Regions from separate parts of the Zea mays genome. Here region 1 is linked to region 2. Evidence: chromatin contacts called from public Hi-C data. All regions are on one chromosome and are shown on one strand. The core of a region is the stretch at or near the end of the contact, and the rest is flanking DNA. Distances in the headings are between cores, read along the strand shown.

Region 1 (3,438 bases), core at 933-3,432, 200 kb after region 2:
TGATGTAAGCTTCTGCAAGAGACTGCTCTTCACAGCAAATAAATATCTCTCTAGCTTCTTTGTCCCCTTTCAGAAAATTGATTGCCTTGAGTAGTTCAGTTTGAGTTAGAGGCAAACTCTTCAATTTCAACATACATTTGGACATGCTGAACGGATCATTGATTGGATTAGATTGCTCTATTTGTTTACTCTTTAAATGAAGTTGCATTTTTGTTAGCTCCTTGTAAGCTTCTAGTTCTTATTTTCGCAAAGCTAGCAAATCATCCATGGCATTGACATTTCTTTTAGTTTTCTTTTTTCCTTTCTCTTCACTGTCACACGTAGTAGCAGTAATTTTTCTTTTTTGGGTCTCACTCATATCAACTTGGGTCTCAATACCAAATTGTTCTTCCTCCAAAGCTCTATATTGACTAGTGTTTATGTCCATATTGAACCCATTTTCATTGTTCAAATCAACACCATCTTCTAATAAGTCAAAAAATGAACTCTGCATACCATTAATAGTTGGACTAGGTGTACTTATCTGCACATAATCTTCTTGTCCAGTTTTGTTGGCAACCTTGCATTCTTTTTCTAAGGATCGCCTACAGTTCTCCCCTTCTGCTATTTTACCTGCATAAGCACAAGAAAATCAGCAACGAGTACAATCTATGTTAAGGTAAAAAACATAAGTAAAGACTCATACCATTATAAATCTCATGCAGATCATCATAGAAAGGGAATGATCTACCATCCCATCTCTGTAAATTCTTTAGTAGATCAGCCCATACCCCACCCACAGTGGTAGCCATTTTCAGATCATTATCCCAACCGAAGCCACTATTTGACACAATGATCTTCACAACATTGTAGTCCTTTTTTAGCCTTTGCTCTCTATCCTTCAACCGTGACACTACAAAGTTTGCTGATGTAAACCTTTCATTAATACGTTGTGTCATACTGTTCCATGCCTCTTTGGTCCATCCATTCTGCGCACGATATCTTGGTGAGTTGTACTCTTTGAGGATGCTCACAAAAAACCATGTTCTTCCTTCATTCCAATCCGCTCTAATCTCAATTTTCCCTAGAACAAACAAAATTCAAATGAAATAACCAAACAGGGATCACCAGAGAAGTGCTAAACTATGCAAATGACACGTACCAGCCTTGTCTTCCTTCCGAGATACCACTCGCATGTTGGGAGCGACAGGGAGGCGAGGGAGCTGGGCTGCAGTGTCACGGACGAGGCTCACGACGAGAGTTCCTAGGGATGGAGGTTCACGGCGAGAGTTCACGGGGACGGCGCGGCCGCTGGGGTCTGAGGGAGCTGGGGGAGACGACGCGGCCGCGGGGGTCCGAGGGAGCTGGGGGCGACGGCGCGGCCGCGGGATCCGAGGGAGCTGGGGGAGACGGCGCGTCCGCGGGGTCCGAGAGAGCTGGGGGCGACGGCGCGGCCGCGGGTTCCGAGGGAGCTGGGGGTGACGGCGCGGCCGCGAGTTCAGAGGGAGCTGGGGGCGACGGCAGCTACCGCGACAGGGAGACGTCGGTGAGCGGCTCACGGCTCACGGCGATGGAGAAATCCTGGGGCGGCGTAGGGACGACGAACCCTGGGGAGGCGGCGGCTATGGAGAAATGGCGGCGGTCGAGGAACCCTAGGGAGGCGGCGCAGGTCTCCGTGATGGAGAAATGGCTGGCAGCGGGTTCTGTGAGAGGACAGAGAGAAAACAGAAGGCGCGAGACGGGTCAGGTGGAGGGAAAATTGCGCGCCAACGTGCGCGCGTGAAGAAAAACTTGGATTGGGACCTGTGTGTCAAATACTATAAAAATACCACAGTTCTGGCTAAACTACGGTATTAGAAACTCTGTTTTCTAATAATCTTCCAAACAAGTTTTGGTTTAGAATACTCTAGTATTAACTAATACCACGATATTTCTCAAAAACCTTAAAAAAAATTCCGCTTCCAAACGGGGCCTTACGGTCCGCCGTTGGAGACGTCTAACACACCGTATAAAATATTTGTAAACAGAATCGAAGTGAAGCGGGGGGACAGATGTGCGCCAGCGAGGCATAAGCAGAATGAGGCATCACCGCATGACCGCATCAGCTCATCGCATCGGCCGCTTTGCTTTGCTTGCTGCTCTCTTCTCTCCGCTTTCCGCCGCGGTGCAAGGCCAGCGAATTCCATTTCCTTCCGCGTCTGTCCCCAAAAGCGGGAGGCCCGCCGCCGGAACGAGCCAGCAAAGCCAAGCAAGCATATTGACGGAGGAGGCGGAACGGCGGAAGCGTGAATCCGGAGGCTCTGCAGCTGTTCTCCAGAAGCAGCCGACTGGGTGTCCGTCCGCGGACCGGTCGGTGTATAAATGGTTGGCGAGGAGAGCGGCTGCGGCGTCGAGGGAGGGACAGGAGGAGGAGAAGTGCCGGCGGCCTCTGCTCCCAACGGGGACCGCTCAGGGAATAGCCGCCTCGCCGTGCCGTCATCCTCCGCAGGTGATCTCCCGCATCCTCCGCTCTCCTGCCTCGTTGGATTTGGGTTTGCTGCTGCCTACATGTGTCGGTTGGGGTCGGGGGTTTTGTCCCCGACGCCGCAGGTTGTGTCCTTGGAACCACGGACCGGCAACCGCCTGCTTAGATATCTGCTCGCTTTTGAGCAGTTCATCTTCAATCTGATGATCCGATCGGGGTTTTGGTGTCGGTTGGTCCTCGTCTAGGGGTTGCTTTTCGTGCACAGCGCAGCATGTCGTCCGGCTGTGAATGGTGATTAGTAGGACAAGGCGAGCAGGAATCAACAGCTATGCCCTATGGCGTGGGGAGAGGTTTTGTTGTGCGCATTTTACAGGATGGGGTGAATCAGTGAACTCTGATGCTCAGGACGCTGAGGTTTGCCTAGTTTTGGTGCTCCCACAAGTCATAAACCGGGATGGCATAACAAGAGAGTGCTAAATTTGAGTGGCAAAATATCAATTTTTTTCCTATTTCGAAGGGGTGCCAATTGTGCGTAATTTCTTTTGTTGGATGCTAATTTTAGGTGTTGGCACTTGGTGCATCTGTATTGATCTCACTGAATGGATCTAGTTTGGCAGTCATAGTTTCGGATGTGTCATGTGTGTTTGTGCTGCTGGACTTTCTTTGTTTTGGGACCGTGGTTTCTTGGACCTAAATAGAAACCTAACTCCTTGGGTGTATAGACTGTGTGCTTGAACTCCTATTTCTAGGACGTAAGCTAATCTGTTAGCTGAACTGGACTTTACTATACAAATATGATACACATTGGCAGACAGGTTTGCACTTCTTGCTACTAAAGTCTTTGATTGTGTCTCTGTTAGTCACACAATCTAGGATCATATTGTTTAGTTTGCACTTTTTCACAGTTCAATTGCTTGCTGAAACATGGCTGATATATAGATGAGGCGTTTACCATGCTAGTCTTTCTTTTTTTTAGATAATGGAAACATAGTCCG
Region 2 (3,436 bases), core at 678-3,177:
ACTTTCAAAGCATGAGCACATATTATACCAATTCTATTAAATAAGTTGCAACTACATATTGCTGTTTGGTCCAAAGGATTACCGATTACTATGTACTCCTCGTCAAGGACTACATCTTCACCGAGGCTCCCGGTTGCAACAAGGTATTCATTGTTTCCATCCAATACCTTAGCACATGCTGTCATGGACCTTTCATATTGACCTTGAAAAGCTTCAAACACAATAGGTGTGTATGATTTACTTGCCTGCAACAACATAGGTATCTTTATTATGACCCTTGGTATTTTTTTCCTTGATTCAAATTCTGAGTTTAGCTCATTGTTTCTTTTTCCTTGCACCACCCTTTCAAAATGTTTAAGAAAGCGAATAATGTCAAAATCTGATTTGAAATGAATTTTCAAATCATTGTTTAGGCTCTCACTTAATTGCGTGCTTCGCATGCCCAATGTGCAAACATGTTTCATATAACATTCAGCCCATTTTTCTTTTAACTTGTAAATGCTATCTAACCAAGATTGCTTTTCTACCTTTGTCCTCAAGATGGCAAATTCTCTTTCAAATTTTTCCTTGTCCTCATACTCAAACATGCATGCACTAAAATCAGCAAGAACATTTAAGCCTTTTTCCTTTTGACGAAGAGGCAAATGTTTTATAGCATTCTGCATTATGTGAAAGCTGCACAATCCATGCCATGTCTCTTGAAACACTTGCTCAATCGCCTTTCCCATTGCATAATCTTGGTCTGTGTAGATTGTTTTGGGTTGCTTTCCACTATGTGCTTGTAGAAAAGTCTCAAAGAGCCATTTGAAAGACTCAAATGTTTCATCATACATTAGAGCAGCACCAAAAACTATAGTTTGTCTAAACTGATTGAATCCAACAAAGACACCGAAAGGCCGGCTCTCTCTATTCGTCCCAAAAGTAGTGTCAAACGAAACAATGTCACCAAAGTGTATATAATCGGCAATCATTCTAGCATCAGCCCAAAATATATTTGCAATCTTCTCTTCAGCATCCATTTGTGTCGCATATTGGAACGCCGGATTCTCTACCATTTTATCCTGGAAATATTTGAGCATGCTTCCAGCTTGACCATATACCATCTCTCGTTGTCGCTTGCCACGCAAATAGTTTTTATGGTCACGAATGGTGTAACTCAAATTAAGCGGCCCACCCACTTGGCGACATGCTAATTCATGTGATGCTTTTGGTCCTATTCCCGAGTCATCAGCTGTTTCAATTTCAAAAGCTTGCAAATCTGAAATTTTCCTTTGTGACACCATCAAGTGGAATGTTTCTGGCAAGTGAAGGTTATGGTTGTGTTCTAAATTCAAATCATAAACTTTGTATCCACCAAACTCTTTATCTTTTACAAGTCCCATACGCACTTCACAATCAGTTCTAGTTTCAGCTCGATGACACTTTACTTCATACCCCTTTTTATCTTTCCCTCGATGACCTTGATTAGCACAAACAAATCTACATGACGTGACGTTTCCATCAATCTTACTTGTATTTGAGTACCTTTTTCTAACATCAAAACCTTTTTGACCACTATACGCTAACCAAAATCTCCAGCCCTCATCTGGATTTCTGAATTTCATTCCAATACGAGGAATCAAACAGGGCAACACATTCTCCCTAAAAAAGACAACTAAAATTTAAAAGAAAGGAACAAATGGACCATGATATTAGGAATAAAAATAAAGTGGTGCATCTCACATGTTTGATCCGTTGGTCGCATCTTCCTCCATCTTTGCTTCTCAGCTTTTTGCCTTGTCCGTTAGTTGGTTCCCTTCGTCGCTGTCTCTCTGTATTTGGTGCTTTTTGCCCTGTCCGTTGGTTCCTTTTGTCACTGTCTCTCTGTATCTGGCGCCAAAACAGGCAGCCTTTCCCGCTGCTTTTTCCTCCCACGGTTTTCCCTCCGTTGCGCTGTGCTCCTGGATGAAAGAAATAAGAAACGAAGAAAAGAAGTGGGCCAGAATTACACTGTTGGGCCGCTCCATACACTACTGAGGGAGAGGACAGCAGATCACCGTTGGTTTGAAGATCGACGAGCGCACGGCAGGCTGCCGTAAGGCAGCGGATCTGGTTCCGTTATTCTAACCAGGGTCAGCGAGTTGTTTTCTGTCCACGTTCCCGTGTCCGTGCAGACTTGTGCTTTGCAATTCATCTTCCCCGAGCCCGCCCTTTTGCCATAGTTCTGCTTTCAGCTGGTGACCGCGCCCTCCACCTCTCAACCCCACCATGGCTAGGTCGTCTCGAGGAGTGGCTCGCTCGTGTCGCTCACATTTGGTAATTACCTTAGGCTAGTGAAGCTCGTGGAGCTTTCCTTTTCAGTTCTACTACCATATCTCATCGTGAACGCCGCGGCACCGCTGGTGAACGCCGCTGGGATCGGCCTTCCCGTGGCGGACCTTGTTTGGGGACGGTTGCGTGTGGGCTCTTGGGTTGGTTTGTTCCGTGGTGAGCCACTTGTGTTTTCTTCGCCGTAGCCGAGAGCTCCACTGTGCTGTGGCACCGTGGGGACCGCCGGAGTTGGCCCCGTCGCCGACGCCCGCGAAGACAGCACGGGCGCATGCAGGTCTGAGGCTTAGGGCTTCAGGCGCGGTTTTTCTCCGGTGTTGGGGGCCGGCTGAGCCGAAATCGGTCCAGGCCTTGTATACTATTTCTATTTATTGTTTACCTGTCCCCTTGCTAATTGTGCCAAAAAATCCTAGAGAAATGATAAAATCGTAGGACCAATTTTATTAGGTGTCTAAAATCAAGGGCTGCCTGGTAGAAATATTCTTAGAATTTTTTGTAGCAAGTAGATAATTTTAGATGAATAAAAGGTGCCTTAAAATGTTTATCTGAAATTTTAGTAATAAAAATAAAGCACTAAAAATTAGGTGAAAAATTATGCAAGCTTATCTTGGTCTTATGAACCTTTGGGTAAAGTTTAGAACTGTTTAGACAAGATTTGCTTAGCAAACTAATTATCGCTAAAAAGGAATAGAGTTTTACCCTAGGCAATTAGGGCACCTAATGTCTTAGTGAATTATGAAGTTGTTTAGCAAGTTTTGAATGGTTAGATGAGTTCTAAGGCTAAGTAGCTCCCTGATAGTTATGGCTTGTGATGATAGCCTGTAAATGTAATCTTGTAATGATTTGGAATACCTTCCTTGCTAATAGCATAAGCTCAGGCATTCATAATCATGGCATTTCATGTAGAATATAAAGAAGAAGTGATTTTTGAAGGATCCTACTCCAGTGATGTTGATCTAGTGGTGGATTTCATCCAACTGTTTCTTGTGTTAGAAGATCTCAGATCTCTTCCTGTAATAAGGCAAGCCCCAGTGCATTTGCACCTTCCTTGTGTTTTAAATGTTATATCACCTTATCTGATGCATTAGGCGATAGGAGTTGTGTGACAAACAATTGATGCATTAACATT

The links. Hi-C and Micro-C count contacts between places; a contact is called where the count stands out from the background.
Region 1: a contact with region 2 is called in a Hi-C map of endosperm, with 5 times the contacts expected there. The contact joins the promoter of LOC100285431 here to the promoter of LOC103641487 in region 2. A contact is called at or near these places in 4 of 25 Hi-C or Micro-C datasets (ear, endosperm, leaf and 1 more).

What each region holds. Positions count from the first base shown.
Region 1 is chr10:100,802,458-100,805,895 of Zm-B73-REFERENCE-NAM-5.0, forward strand. It overlaps LOC100285431, which reads left to right and starts at 2,183. Exons shown (of 14, transcript NM_001398707.1): 1 at 2,183-2,467. The coding sequence starts at 2,341.
Region 2 is chr10:100,605,402-100,608,837 of Zm-B73-REFERENCE-NAM-5.0, forward strand. LOC103641487 (protein FAR1-RELATED SEQUENCE 5-like) reads right to left here and starts at 1,928. Exons shown (of 3, transcript XM_020545878.1): 1 at 1,723-1,928; 2 at 1-1,641. The coding sequence starts at 1,754.